2 separate regions of the Arachis hypogaea genome follow, and region 1 is linked to region 2. The links are chromatin contacts, called in public Hi-C maps. All regions are on one chromosome and are shown on one strand. Each heading gives the region's core, a stretch centred on a gene start, on an enhancer-like site or on the middle of the called end of the contact. The rest is flanking DNA. Distances are from core to core; before and after follow the strand shown.

Evidence for each region. A called contact is a pair of places that touch in the nucleus more often than the background predicts.
Region 1: a Hi-C map of an unstated tissue shows a contact between it and region 2, with 8 times the contacts expected there. The contact joins the promoter of LOC140183141 here to the enhancer-like site in region 2. A contact is called at or near these places in 2 of 8 Hi-C or Micro-C datasets (leaf and an unstated tissue).

Annotation. Positions count from the first base shown.
Region 1 is chr20:107,807,328-107,814,307 of arahy.Tifrunner.gnm2.J5K5, reverse strand. It overlaps LOC140183141, which reads left to right and starts at 3,060. Exons shown (of 2, transcript XM_072231162.1): 1 at 3,060-3,667; 2 at 3,762-3,774. The coding sequence starts at 3,060. The coding sequence ends at 3,774.
Region 2 is chr20:107,760,660-107,767,982 of arahy.Tifrunner.gnm2.J5K5, reverse strand. No RefSeq gene overlaps it. Among protein-coding and RNA genes, the nearest start is that of LOC140182568, 27 kb to the left of the region's middle. Within about 2 kb of position 4,297, at least 3 of the 3 cell types and tissues checked have open chromatin away from gene starts, as enhancers often do.

The sequences.
Region 1 (6,980 bases), core at 1,811-4,310, 48 kb before region 2:
GGACAATGTGCCCCTCTAGTGGCCATCTACTAATATACACATCAACATACAAATAAATAAAAATTCAACTGCAAAGTATGGTATCCAGTAGTAGACGAAGACAAATATTTTAAATAAATTACCCGTACTAATAATATGTATATAACAAGGGTTCTCATTCCGTTTAAATGTATATATCAAGGTTACATGTGCACTTTAACTTTTTGTGTGTGTCCCTTTGCATGAGAGGGAAAAACATTTATTTATGATATTTCCTTTATCAATGTAAACACTTTGAAATATGAATTGGGGGGGGACACATTTGGATAAGAAAAGAGAGTTTTGAACACAATTCTTTGATTTGAATATACATAGTGATGAAATTAAAATAGCAAAGAATCTGGAGGAAACAATGTAGTAGCATTTAATATGTACATGTATATAGTAATTTTGAAGCACAAAGGAAACCTCCTCCTAGTTGCTATATTAAATACTCATCACCCATTATATTATCAGTGGTACTTTCATAGCTCAGAGACTCAGACTTAATAGTTTGCGCATAATTAATGTTGCTTTTTGTTTTCCTCTTTCTTTATAATTTCTTTCTATTTTTATTTTATTTGTGTTCATCTGCTGTCTGTTTCTTGTTCCATTGTCTGGGTTACACATCTCTGAAAGAGTTGGAAACACTTTTAGTCCCTCTAATCTGTCACTAGATTTAAATATATAATTGAGTTTTGCTAATGTTAAGACACATAAATAATAACCTTAATAACCAATATCTTTAGTAAGATTCTTTGTAACTTTCGATGCTTGTGTAGCTATGAAAGCACATACATAGGGCACGGTTAATTAAATTACCCAGCAATTATTATTATTCGGGATATTCCCCTAGGAATCCTGTAAGTAAAGGTATGCTTTTTTAGTTTTGAACCACCCCATATATGATCCACGGTAAGAAATTAAATAAGGGTAAAAGCTAGTGTTCCAAATTCCAATAGTCTTGTTCCTTCAGCAAGTGAAACAACGTAGACAGAACAAAAACGTAGCAAGAAAAATCAATCACGGAAAGTAGTTATGCCCCTTTTGAAAATATGAAAAGAAAAAAGGACAGGGAATCGTATGATATTGATCCGTGGAATATAATTGGAAGTAGTTGCTATATAGTTGGATCAACACAACGAAAGCATATGTTATTGAAGTGTGACAGGCGCATATGGAATTATGGGGTGGTTTGACCCAAAAGTAAATATAGAATTTGATTCGACGAAATTAAAGTATTAGAACTTAGAAGAAACAGCAGCCGGTAGCATTATAATTAGATGACATGGTTGAGAAGTTTATTCATTCGTTTAATTAAATGTCAGAAATAAAATTTTTTTATATATACAATAATTTATTAATTAATAAAAAAATTTTAAATAAAATTTAAATTCCTGACGAATTAAATTTTAATTTGTTAGACTATAGAATATGATAGATTAAAAAAGACATAATTAAATAAAAGAATATATATATAACAAAATATTAAAGGTTTAAACTACATTTTAAATATAAAAAAATCTTAAAACTTTTGACCTAACTATCTTGATATTGAGGTGGCTATAAATGAAAAAGATTAGTTTTGAGGTTTGACGAAAAATACCCTTAAAAAAAAAAAAAAAGAAAACTAGCAGGTTTAAAGCAAGAAGTTGAAATAGGAAGGGTGGTTGTGCTGATTGGAAGATTGGTGTGGTTGTGAGAGCTATCAGAATTCAGAAACACACGCGCTTGTTAAATATTTGACACGTGGGCCAATGGGCCAACTAGATATGTCGGAAAACGAAGCATACAGCCTTACAAGTTACAACCTCGCCTTTGCAATACCATGCAGTCGCTTTTCGGGTCCCACCTTATATCTATGGAAAGAATTTCAAATATTCTAAAAACAGTTATTCTAGTGATGTTAGTCCATAATTTTAATTATAAAAAATATATATGATATATATTAATTGAAATTAATAATTAAAATTATTTAAAATATTAATATTTTAAAATATTTATATGTATATATTGATTTTAATTTTATAAATTATTTTTAAAATTTAAACAAAATTAGATTTACTAATTTTAATAAAAAATATTGAGTATTAACGGAAAGAAAGGAAACTAAAAGTGTACAACTCATTTCATAAATAAAAGAATTATTATAAATTGCTTATTATTCGAATAAACTAAATACCATTTTCAGTTTTTTTTTGTTTATGTGTATTTTTTGTTGAGAAAATATTTTCATGCACTAAGATTCATTCCATAATACAGTCTTCAGTTTGTAGTCAACAGATATTTATCAACACATATTTGACAGGCAAAAGTAAATTAAACAACACCTTAAAATAATTTTTTTTACAGTGAGAAGTGTGACATGAGAAATAAAAAAGAAAATGAAAAGAGGAGAGAGAAGAGAAAAGAGAGAGGGGGGGGTCCAAAACTGAAGAACAAGGATATGTCGACAAAATGCAATGGTACAGTGTAGTACCAGAAGAAGGGAAGGGTGTGAATTTACAGATTGTTTTATGATTTTAATTTTTAAGTGTTAAAAATAAAATTCTTTATAATTTTATAATTTATATAATTGAAGAAATTAACTAAATTAATATATTTTTATAAATATATTTAGTAAGTGTTTAATTTTCAATTAACGTTTTACATCTTCAATTATTGATAAAAATTATTAAACTGAAGAATAAATATAATTAATTTGTAATATTTTAAAAATTAATTAAATTAAAAAAATTTTTAAAAATAAATTTAAAAAATAATGAAATCTGATGCATATCAAGCCACATATGTCACGGCTAAATATTAGGAATTATTAGAAAACAAATTTCTTTCAGTTTTTAGTTGATTTGGTGTATCCCGTTTTATTAGCTGTAAATATCTTGCATTACCATAATTAGGAAATCAGGTAGCTAATTGTTAGGTAGAGTACTGTATATATAATTGATATGCTATTCAATAAAACACAAGGCAATTTGGCATGGTATCAGAGCTAAGTTGGCTCTGATAATCATCACACAAAAGAAACCTCCGCCGCTGAAATGGCTGGAGTAGGTGTGACTCCTCCAAAAAGAGAGGATTCAAAAAAGGACGAAGATGGATCCAACAAAGGACCATCGCCTTATGATCTGAGCGTTAGCGACAATCCTGGAAACGTAATCACACAAGTGCAATTACGAGGAGAGAACTACGAAGAATGGGCTCGAGCTGTGAAGGTGTCGCTACGTGCTAGGAGAAAATGGGGGTTTCTAGATGGAACTCACAAGAAGCCACAAGAAGGGGCATCTGAAATGGAGGATTGGTGGACGGTTCAATCCATGCTTGTCTCATGGGTGATGAATACGATTGAGCCACGGCTGCGCTCCACCATCTCATACGCTGAAGATGCAAAGGATCTCTGGGAAGAAATCAAGGAGCGATTTTCCATCGTGAATGGTCCTAGAATTCAACAATTGAAAGCTGAACTTGCCGAGTGCAAACAACAAGGACTGGCTATGGTGGAATACTATGGAAAACTGAAGACTCTTTGGGATGAGTTGGCAAACCATGAACCAGTGCTTAGATGCTCTTGCGGAGGCTGCAAGTGTGACATTGGGTCACGATTAGATAAGAGAAGGGAAGAAGAAAAGGTGCATCAATTTCTAATGGGGTTAGAAGACGTAAGCTATAGCACAGTGCGATCTAATATTCTCGCAACGGATCCTCTACCTTCTCTCAACAGGGTGTATGCAACTTTGGTACAGGAAGAGAGAATGAAGATGATCAGCAGAACCAAGGAAGACAAAGGAAGCTTAATGGGACTGGCAGTACACACTGGGTACAAGCTGTCCTTGTTGGGTCTGTATGTGGAGATTCACCTCCCCCAACAACAACAATGGACTCGTCATTGGAATTAGTCTGAGGAAGGACCTCCTTGTGATCAAGTGTGGACTTATTATTAACGGGCTCCAAAAATTTCTCCTCATGCACTAAAGAAGTGGAAACCAAATTTTCTTGGGCCAAACACGCAAACGGGAACTCGGTTTCTACAAATTTGACATCACGAGATATAAAGAAAATATTTCTTTCCATATCATAAAGTTTCCATCCTTTCTTTCCAAATGGGTATCCCACAAATGTGCATGTACGAGTTCGGCTGGCAAATTTATCACCCATGGTTTGTTGATTGTGCGCATAACACAATGAGCCAAAAACTCTAAGATGATTATAGTCAGGTGGTTTTCCATGTATCATTTCAAAAGGAGTTTTCCCGTTAAGAACAGATGATGGTGTTAGGTTGATCAAGTGTCCCGCAGATAAAACACATTCTCCCCAGAATCGAATGGGCAAAGATCCTTGAAATCTCAGTGCACGAGCTACATTAAGGATATGTCTATGTTTTCTCTCCACCCTTCCATTTTGTTGGGGTGTCCCAGCGCAAGATGTTTGATGAACAATTCCATGCTGCAAAAAATATGGACGCATACAGATGAACTCGGTCCCATTATCACTGCGTACTTCTTTGACTTGTTTATTAAACTGTCTTTCAATAAGAGCAAAGAAATTAATCATCACACTTGACACTTCCCGCTTTTCACACAACAAATAGATCCAAACTGCTCTTGAATAATCATCAACAATTGTTAAAAAATAAGATGCTCCGCAAGAAGAGGGGGTACGATAAGGTCCCCATAAATCACAATGTATTAAATCAAAAGGATGTGTTGCATGAAAATCACTTGATGGAAATTTATCTCGTGTTTGTTTAGATTTTTCACAAACTTCACATAATTTATTATTCTCTTCAGATTTACAACCACCATTCAAATTCGGCAACATTTGTACCACTTTATAGGAAGGATGTCCCATTCGCTTGTGCCAAAGATCAATACTACTCTTCTCTTGGGTTTGACATGCTGTGAATTTGCGAACACCACGGTACATGTAGAGCCCATCTCTTTGTTCACCCGCTCCAATCAGCATCCTCGAAATGAGGTCCTGCATAGCACAAAGCTCATGAGTAAATAGTACAGTACAATTTGCATCCTTTGTTAATTGTGATACTGAAATCAAATTGCATCTTAGTTTTGGCACATATAAAACATTGGTCAATTTAAGTCCTCCATCAAGAGTCACCGTTCCCTTTGTATTAGCAAGAACTTCTTCTCCGTTTGGTAGCCCCACCGTGCATCCTTCAATACGCTCTAGACCCCTTAGATCTCTTGAATTCCCTGTCATATGGTTAGAGGCTCCACTATCTATAATCCACACAACATATCCTTCCTTACCAGTCATGCTTTCAGTTCTACTTCCGTTGTTGCCATTTAGCATCTCTAACAGCGTCTGCCATTGTTTTTGGCTAAGTCCAGTCACTGCGCTTCCTCCTATTTCTTCTTCATGGTTACTTGATTTTTCTGTTGTGGCTTGTGCTGTGTTGGCACGTATGACAGCCCCCCCTCGCAAGCGTCCTCCCTGCTTATGCGAGGTCTTGGTGTTGCTTCCCTTTTCGTCTCGAGATCGATCTCCCCACCATTCCGGATACCCAATCAGTTGAAAGCACCCCTTGATCTCGTGTCCTGTTCTTCCGCAGTGAGAACATATGAGTGGCTTTATTTCATTTCGGCTTTTGTGCTTGTACCCAGTGTGTACTGCCAGTCCCATTAAGCTTCCTTTGTCTTCCTTGGTTCTGCTGATCATCTTCATTCTCTCTTCCTGTACCAAAGTTGCATACACCCTGTTGAGAGAAGGTAGAGGATCCGTTGCGAGAATATTAGATCGCACTGTGCTATAGCTTACGTCTTCTAACCCCATTAGAAATTGATGCACCTTTTCTTCTTCCCTTCTCTTATCTAATCGTGACCCAATGTCACACTTGCAGCCTCCGCAAGAGCATCTAAGCACTCCTGGCATGGTGTGCAAACTTCAAAAATCCCTCTACGGACTCCGCCAAGCTCCGCGCTGCTGGTTCTCTAAACTTTCTGTTGCCCTCCTTCAATACGGGTTTCAGCAGTGTGCCTCCGATCACTCATTGTTTGTCTCTCGTCATCACAATATTCAACTTGTGGTGCTCGTTTATGTTGATGACCTTATCGTGGCTGGTAATAATTCTCTTGCTATTCGCCAGTTCAAGGACTACTTAAATCAATGCTTCCACATGAAAGACTTGGGGAAACTAAAATACTTTCTAGGGGTGGAAGTGGCTCGCTCTCCTACTGGCATTTTTCTTAACCAACGCAAATACGTGTTAGATATTATCATGGAGACTGGCATGCTTGGCTCTCGGCCTGTGTCTACACCTATTGAAGAAAATCATCGTCTTGCATTGGCTGAAGGACCTTTGCTCTCTGATGCAGCCCAGTATCGTCGTTTGGTTGGTCGTCTCATTTATTTGTGCTTCACTCGCCCGGAACTCTCATACAGTGTTCACATTCTTTCTCAGTTCATGCACCAGCCTCATGAAGAACACTGGCAGGCTGCCTTACGAGTTGTTCGCTATCTAAAAGGCCGGCCTGGGCAAGGTGTTTTATTGCGCCGGGAAAACGATTTTACCTTGCATGCTTGGTGTGATTCTGATTGGGCGGGTTGCCCTCTTACTCGTCGGTCTCTCACTGGCTGGGTTATTCTCCTTGGCAACTCACCAATTTCATGGAAAACAAAGAAACAGCATACAGTGTCACGGTCCTCTGCAGAAGCCGAGTATCGCTCCATGGCTAATACCACTTGTGAACTCAAATGGTTAAAGGAACTGCTCTTGAGTCTCGGGATCTCCCACACACAACCCATACCTCTCTCATGCGATAGCCAGGCAGCACTTCATATTGCTAAGAACCCTGTTTTTCATGAGCGTACTAAGCATATTGAGGTTGATTGTCATCTTGTTCGTGATGCTGTCATCCAGGGCCTCATCCTTCCCTCCTATGTCCCAACAAAATCTCAGGTTGCCGATATCTTGACTAAAGCTCTGAGCTCCCATTCATTCGCAT
Region 2 (7,323 bases), core at 3,048-5,547:
AATATATTGCCCTTTTGTCTCTTATGTGGATGGCTTTTGACACACACATTAATTTGTTTATATATAGCTAGATAAATGGTTAATATTAATTAGCTAGTACAGTATATGGTAGGTAAGCGATGATGATGAGTGGAAAGAAGACGTATGACTAGTACTAACTGGAAAAAGCTAATGCTAGCTTTGGCCAGAGTGAGGAAATTAATAGATGGAGAAAACATAGTCACAAACTCAATTATTTAATTTTAATAATTCCATAATACGTGCTTGAGGGTTCCTCATTCACCGGACATCTTTTAGCATACAACCTTTGGCTTGTCTCTACTACTAAATATAAATAATTTATTTATTTATTTATTTATATATGCTATGCTAATAACTTAGTTGTTAGATTCAAATCTTGGCCATTGATCGCCATGCACTCTCTCCTACCTTAACGCGCTTCAACTCTCCCATCTATTTTTAATCCTACTATTCTATTCCACTACCCTTTCAAATAATTGAGACGCAAAATGTTTTAATTAATTGTTAGTTCCCCTTGTGTTGCATTGGAATCATATAATAATAATAATAATAATATAATTATGAGCCACATTAACGTTTACAATTGTAGTGAGCTCAGATCTCAGAGGCATAGTTGCCTGCTTTTGAAGAGAAGATAGCATTGGGAAAGATATACATGTATATTGGATATGGTAATTAAACATTATCTAAGGTTAGAAGCATAGACGAGATTCCGTGTGAGTGAGGAACACGTTAAAAAAAAGGGTTAAGTTTGTTGTGCTACATGACCACGTAGCATTTCAATTCTATATAGTAAAAGTATACCTAAAAAATGTTGGTATTTAAACTCTTGAAATTGCACGCAACACTTTAATCTAATGATAATAATTTTTTGTCTTATAATAAATGTACTAAGATTCGAAATTTAACTGAAACTAATAAGAAATTCTTAATATTATAAATAATGATTATATTACAAAATTTAAAATTAATATAATTTAAATTTAAACATTAATACTAAAGAGAGTATATAAAAAGCGAACAAATTATAATTCAAATGGTATAATCTTTTCATATCCATTTAGAATTCGTGAACTAAACCATTTGAAAGTAAAAAAAAATAGTTATTAATAATTTTTATTGAGAAATTACTTGTAGTTATTTTTTTCAGGATACCAATTTACTTCTAAATTTTATTTTGTTTAATTTAAATTATATTATATCTAAATATTATTTATAAATTGACTTAATTTGATTTAAATAGTAATAAATTATATCTTTTTTATTTTGTAAATTGATCCAAATTATATCATAAACATTATTTAGTTGTAAACAAAATATAAGTAATTTTAATTCGTTTATAGTATAAATAAAATATGTAAAAGAAATAAAAATTGATAAATATACTATAAATAACTTATATCTATAAATAAAATATTTAAATTATTTATTTAAATAAAATTCGAAATGGTTTCGTCTATCATCTGAAAAAAAATCTCGAAATTGTTAGTAGAAAGCAAGACATTTTAAAATTGAAATTTAATGGGAACAGTAGCATAAAAACAATGCTTTATTTTAATATTAATTTATTGTGCATGAAATTTGAGAACTAAAAAAGGGGATGGTGTGGGAGAGAACAGAGATGGGAGAAAGATAGTAATGCCTTGAAATAAGGGTTTGAACGTGCTAGACACGAGGGACCACGTGGGGGCTCTCCGGTGCCACCGCTGTGTGGATTCAACGAAGCCTCAAACCTATTTTTTCGAGGCGGACCCTGCTTTTTACGTATTTGGTTTACCAATATTAATAATAATAATAATCTGATTAATTAAGATCCACGCCATGCGTATTCTCGTTTAAAGTAAGTGATTAAGTGATTTCTAATCTGCTAGTATGTACTATGTAGTAGTAGTTGGTCTTAGTTAAAAAAAAAAAAAAAACGTGAGGATAAACTTGGACTTTAGTAGGGGTCACGTGCTTGTCCTGTCCTTAAACAACGTGCTCCTTTTCCCCTCTTCGATTTTTTAATCACCCAAAGTTTTTCTCGAGTCTCCAATTGTGTGATCTTTTAATTAAGTAGTTTATATTGTTTGAGGAATCGACGTTAATGTCCGTGGGCACTTCGAAAAGAAGGTTGGACTGTACATAATAATGCCCAAAAATACGGAATTCTTATGCTTTGTGAGTGTGACAGCTTAATCAATTCGTGTGCTACTATTCGAAAAACTCCACGTATACCATTTACGTTTTTGGAAGATCAAAATTCTAAGTACGGTCCGGATCTTTATAATTTATTTGTGGTGTAGTTTTGTTATAATGTTCACGTCTAATTTTACCATGAAAGAGGAAAAGACAAAAATAGACGTCTTATTTAGTGCCAAATAGCTCGACAATTTGAACTCTATACTGTAATGTTTTTATCTCTTCTTTGAAATAATGGACGTTGAATAAATTATATAATTGTATTGGTGAATTATGCAATAAGTTATAGTTAATATTAATACTTTTGTAAAAAAGAATTAAAACAAAAAGATAATTTTATATGTGAATTAACAATAAGTAAAATTTATATATCATATTTTTTTTAAATGCTGAAATGGCGGGCGACTAAGATTACCAAAAAGGCCCTACACCGAATTGCATCGGTGGTCCTTTCTAAGTTTATTCTGTTCTCAAAGGTCATGAGATGTTCCTTTGGATCTTTTGTTCCATCGTATTGCATGTCGGTTAGCTTGTCAAAATTGTTCGATAGCTTGGCTTTTAGAATTCTCTCGGTGAATAAGGTGGCTTCCATTATCACATGCTCGCTCCTTGTCCGTTTGGAGTCTCGTCGGTGTCTTCTATCGTCGTCGTTGTGTCGGCACTCTGGCTCACGGAAAACGCTTTGGTACCGTCATTTCCCGTGTGTCGCTGTTCGGATGACCTTTTGTTCTTGGTTTCTCGCGCGTGATCGGTTTTTGGAGGTTTCTTGTCTTGCATGTTCTGGCTAGTATCGCTCTTTGGAGGCGACTCGACCCTCAAGAATTTGTACTCTTTGATAGAGTTCTTAGATTATCTGGATCGCTTTGTCTTATAGGCCGTCGGTTGCTCTGGCCTTATTGAGTTGGGGATCATCTTCTTTCGATCGCTGCTTATTAGGGATTGACTGGCAGTGCATGGTGTTGGTTATTCTCCCGTGAGTCGGCAGGAGGACGTCATCCCGCGGTTCATTCGTTGGGTTGGGTGGGTCTAACCCATGGTGAAGGTTTGAGGATCGTTCATCAAATTCTTCCGTCATGTTGCCAAGACTTGACAAGTTCTCATAGACAGTACAGTACCAATGTACTATACTTTGCTAGTATGGATTGTGACTTGAATCAGATCTTTTCGGAGCGGCGGGAGGGAGAGAGTAGTACTGCAAAGACACTCCGATGCTTAACTCAGAATGAATCTAAGAAGTATATGTGTGTATTAGGAATGTATAACGTATTTGAGGAAGGTCTTAACTCCTTTTATATAATTTGTGTTTGTTATCTTATTTTATTTTGTTGATTAAGATAAGAGAAATATTTGAATTTAAATATTGGTTAGGAATTTATAGTTAGCGGGCCAGTTTGGACTGCGATAATGGCCTGAACCCAAGTATTCGGATACTAATGGCTCCGACGGAAGACCCAGAAATCGGATCCGGAACAATGATTATGCAGGGCAAATGACAACAAAGTAGAACTAGCTAGAAGCATTGGTGCTGAATTTGTGTGTTATTTGTTTTCTAATTTTGTCAAACTAACTTCGATATATTTCTATATCTTTTTTTAGTTTTGTCTATATCTTATATGTTGTTATGGTTTTATTTTTAGACATATGGCCCCATATTGCAACCCTATCCTAACTTCAATTTATTTCAGTGTGTATATATACTTTTGTTGGTACAGCTATCAAATGTATCAACCGGCTTCAAAGCAACTAGCAAGTATAAGAGAAAATAGAAAAGATCCCAACTTCAGAATATTTTGTGCGTTTATTCACCGTAAATAAAACATCTTTTTGAATTGGAACTATTTTTCAAGGAAATATATAAAATGCTATTAAACCAGTTAACAAGGAGATTTCTAAATATGAAATTTGATGGAAATGATAAGTACTATCCGATCCAAAAATCAAATGTCTTTTTGTTTTTGGTCGTTAATCAACAGTATCGTATTTTATTTTTGGATAATGAGAAAGAACATCACATATTTTGAGAGCTTAAGGCCCATAGACGAAAGCTGCAGACAAAAACCATAATTCCAACCTGAAGGTCCATTACTCCAACCTGAAGACTCATGTTTTTGATTTTAGTCAAAGGATTAGACCCGATTCAGCACTAACTGATCATCTTGATAGATGTGGGACCACATCATGGCCATTTTACCTAACAAATTGGTTTCTAGATGGGCCAAGAAATAATATACCCTATTACATGGAGATGGGTTTTGTAACTAGAAAACTTGAGACCCAATTTAATTGTTATGGATGAGGGCATGAGGCTTCCATTATAAGATAGAACAACCCATAATATAAGAAAAGTACAGAGGTTGTGGCCGAAAACAAAATTGAGTAGGCAGGTCCTATCCAAGCTCTCGTCAAGGGACAAATATAGTGGGAAAAAAATAAAATAAATCTTCTACTTGTATAAATGCCATGGGTTTTAAAACCACGTGGCACATGGCATATTCTTTTTTTTTCCAATTAAAAAAAAAAAAACGAAAAAAGAGAGAATTGCTCGATTCTTTTTCACCTCATACCATTAACTGCGTGAGACACACTCTCTCCCTCTCTTGCTCTTTCTAGCTTTTTCTCTCATTGCGTCGTTTTCACTCTCAATCTCTAGGCTTTTAATTCCATTTTCTTCTTTTTAATTCGTGTTTCTCTTCAAGTCTGACTATCAATACTGGTTTGCTCTCTTTCTCTTTTTGAGCTAGATTCTTGTCTGCGCTTTCTCTCTATGAGTTACATCCTCGATTTCGCTGGTCTACTCTCTATCTTTGGTAAACTTTGTATGATTCTCTTGGTCCCTCTTCCAAACATAGGTTCTCAACCCTGCTATCCACCTTTTGGTTCGTATTTATTTTTAATTGTCGCCATTTTTTTTACAATTTTTGTTGTTTCATTCGATTTTATGCCAAGAAAACTAACCTGATTACGTTGATTGCAACTCCCGTCATGAAAGGTGCAAAGTGGAAAGGCGAATTCAATAGAACAAATCTCGAGTAAGTATCGTTAATTTTTGTTCAATTGTCGTTACTCTATTTTCTTTTTTCATCTGACTCGTGTTTTAGGATAAATTGGACAAAATAATTAGAGTTTAAGATTTTTCAGTTCTAAAATGTAAAACTATGAAGATAACAAGTTAATGTAAATTTTCAAGTGTTGGATTTGGATTTAGGTGTTCTATATATATGCTATTTCGTGATTTTTGTGTAATGTTGTTAGACTTGTTGTGAATAAAAAAGGAATGGCGGTCGCCAAAGGCAACATATAAATCAGGAAGGAAAAAGGTATCAAAGACCTTAAGAAACCAAAGAGACCACTGAGTGTTTTCTTCGTTTTTATTTGATTATCGATGCGCTATTCTTTTTCCATTGAATATTGTTCACCTCAATTTTTTACCCACACACCACAATAATTAAATAATTCTTTGTAGTTATTTCTTAAATTATTTTCTATTGCTATATGTAACACCATACCACACAGAGTTTTATACTTAAGTCATAAATTAATGGTGCGAGACATTACGGCACTTAGAAAAGAAAATACATATATAGTTATATAAGAATAATATTATAACTAGGAGCCTGTAAAGAAAAATTAAACGTTGTCAGCTGTTAATCACATACGAACGCCTTAAAGCATTGTATACAAAAGCAGAATATATCATAAGTTCAAAGTGAAGATACATAATAACCTATACTACATATCAATTACTAGTCTCGACTCGCGAAGAAAAGCCGGCTAAAATGTTATAACACTAAGGAATATACAAAATAGAAAGCCTATTTCTCCAAATAAAAGCCTCTAAGAGAAATATACAGTCATATACAACAAAGTTTCAAAAGTGGAGAAATCTCTAGTGTCAAAACAAAATATCTCAAAAGTGATCCTTTTCAATTCGTCACCCAAAACTTCCGCACTCTCACCGAGGTGTGTTGTGTCATGTATCTAAAAAACATGATAACAACAACGGGTGAGAACCCAAAGGTTCTCAGTAGGGTAACAGTTCCGAATAAAGACTATATAAAAAAAAACATGAACCCTCTAGGTAATCCTGATCTCTAACTTCACAATAATCCAAGTCCAGGGTCCTAACTAATCCGTACAGGGTTAGTTTGCTAAGGCAAAAATACTTTAACTACCACTAGTTTCATCTATTCCCAACATTTATCATCATTATTCTCAGTCACAAGTCTATTCAATGGAATCAAACACAAACAATAATCAATACAAAGCAATTACAATTAGAGAGCAATTCTGACAAGTAGCACAATTAATAGTTAAACATATTATCAATTAGGCAAACCAAGTAATTATGCACACCCAAAACAAGAGCAAACAAATGCACATGATGCATATCTGTCCTACTAGTTGTGAGCTCACGTATCAGTTAAATTGCCAGACTCGACACATTTGGTAGCTAACCCGTATGTCATCTCTCCATCGTGCTTCCCCAAGAGGAACATAAAGAAGGGAATCCTCAACTTTCCACCATCTCACTGGACGCAGCGCTATCTGGGATATAATGCCTGCCACACTCTTGGAATATACTATCTGACACACTTCACATTCAAAGAGAGACTGTGATGCAACAATAAGGAATCCTCAACCTAACTCGTTCACACCACAATTAAAAATTGAATCGAAGGGAATCCTCAACCTTCTATCCAATCTCCCAATGTAACAAGAGAGGGAATCTTTAACCTCAACTTGTCTATTCGTGAGCGGGATGAAACTACCATCCCCACATCACACTGCAACTACGGCAAGCGGGATAAAATCACCATCTTTGTCTGGTGCAGGTCCCTCATCAATAACACAAGCGGGACGAAACCCACGTCCTTGCCAATCAATAATCACCTCTCCTAATCACACAAGCGAGACAAAACCCACGTCCTTACCAATAAAAAATCACCTCTCATAATCACGCAAACGGGACAAAACCCACGTCCTTGCTAATCAATAATCACCATCAACCAAGCTTATTATCGTCATCAAATTCATCATTAACCATAATCGCTAGCATATACTTCAATCATAGTTTTCATCAAGAGTCTCATATAAATTCTCACTTTCTGACATAAGCCTCTA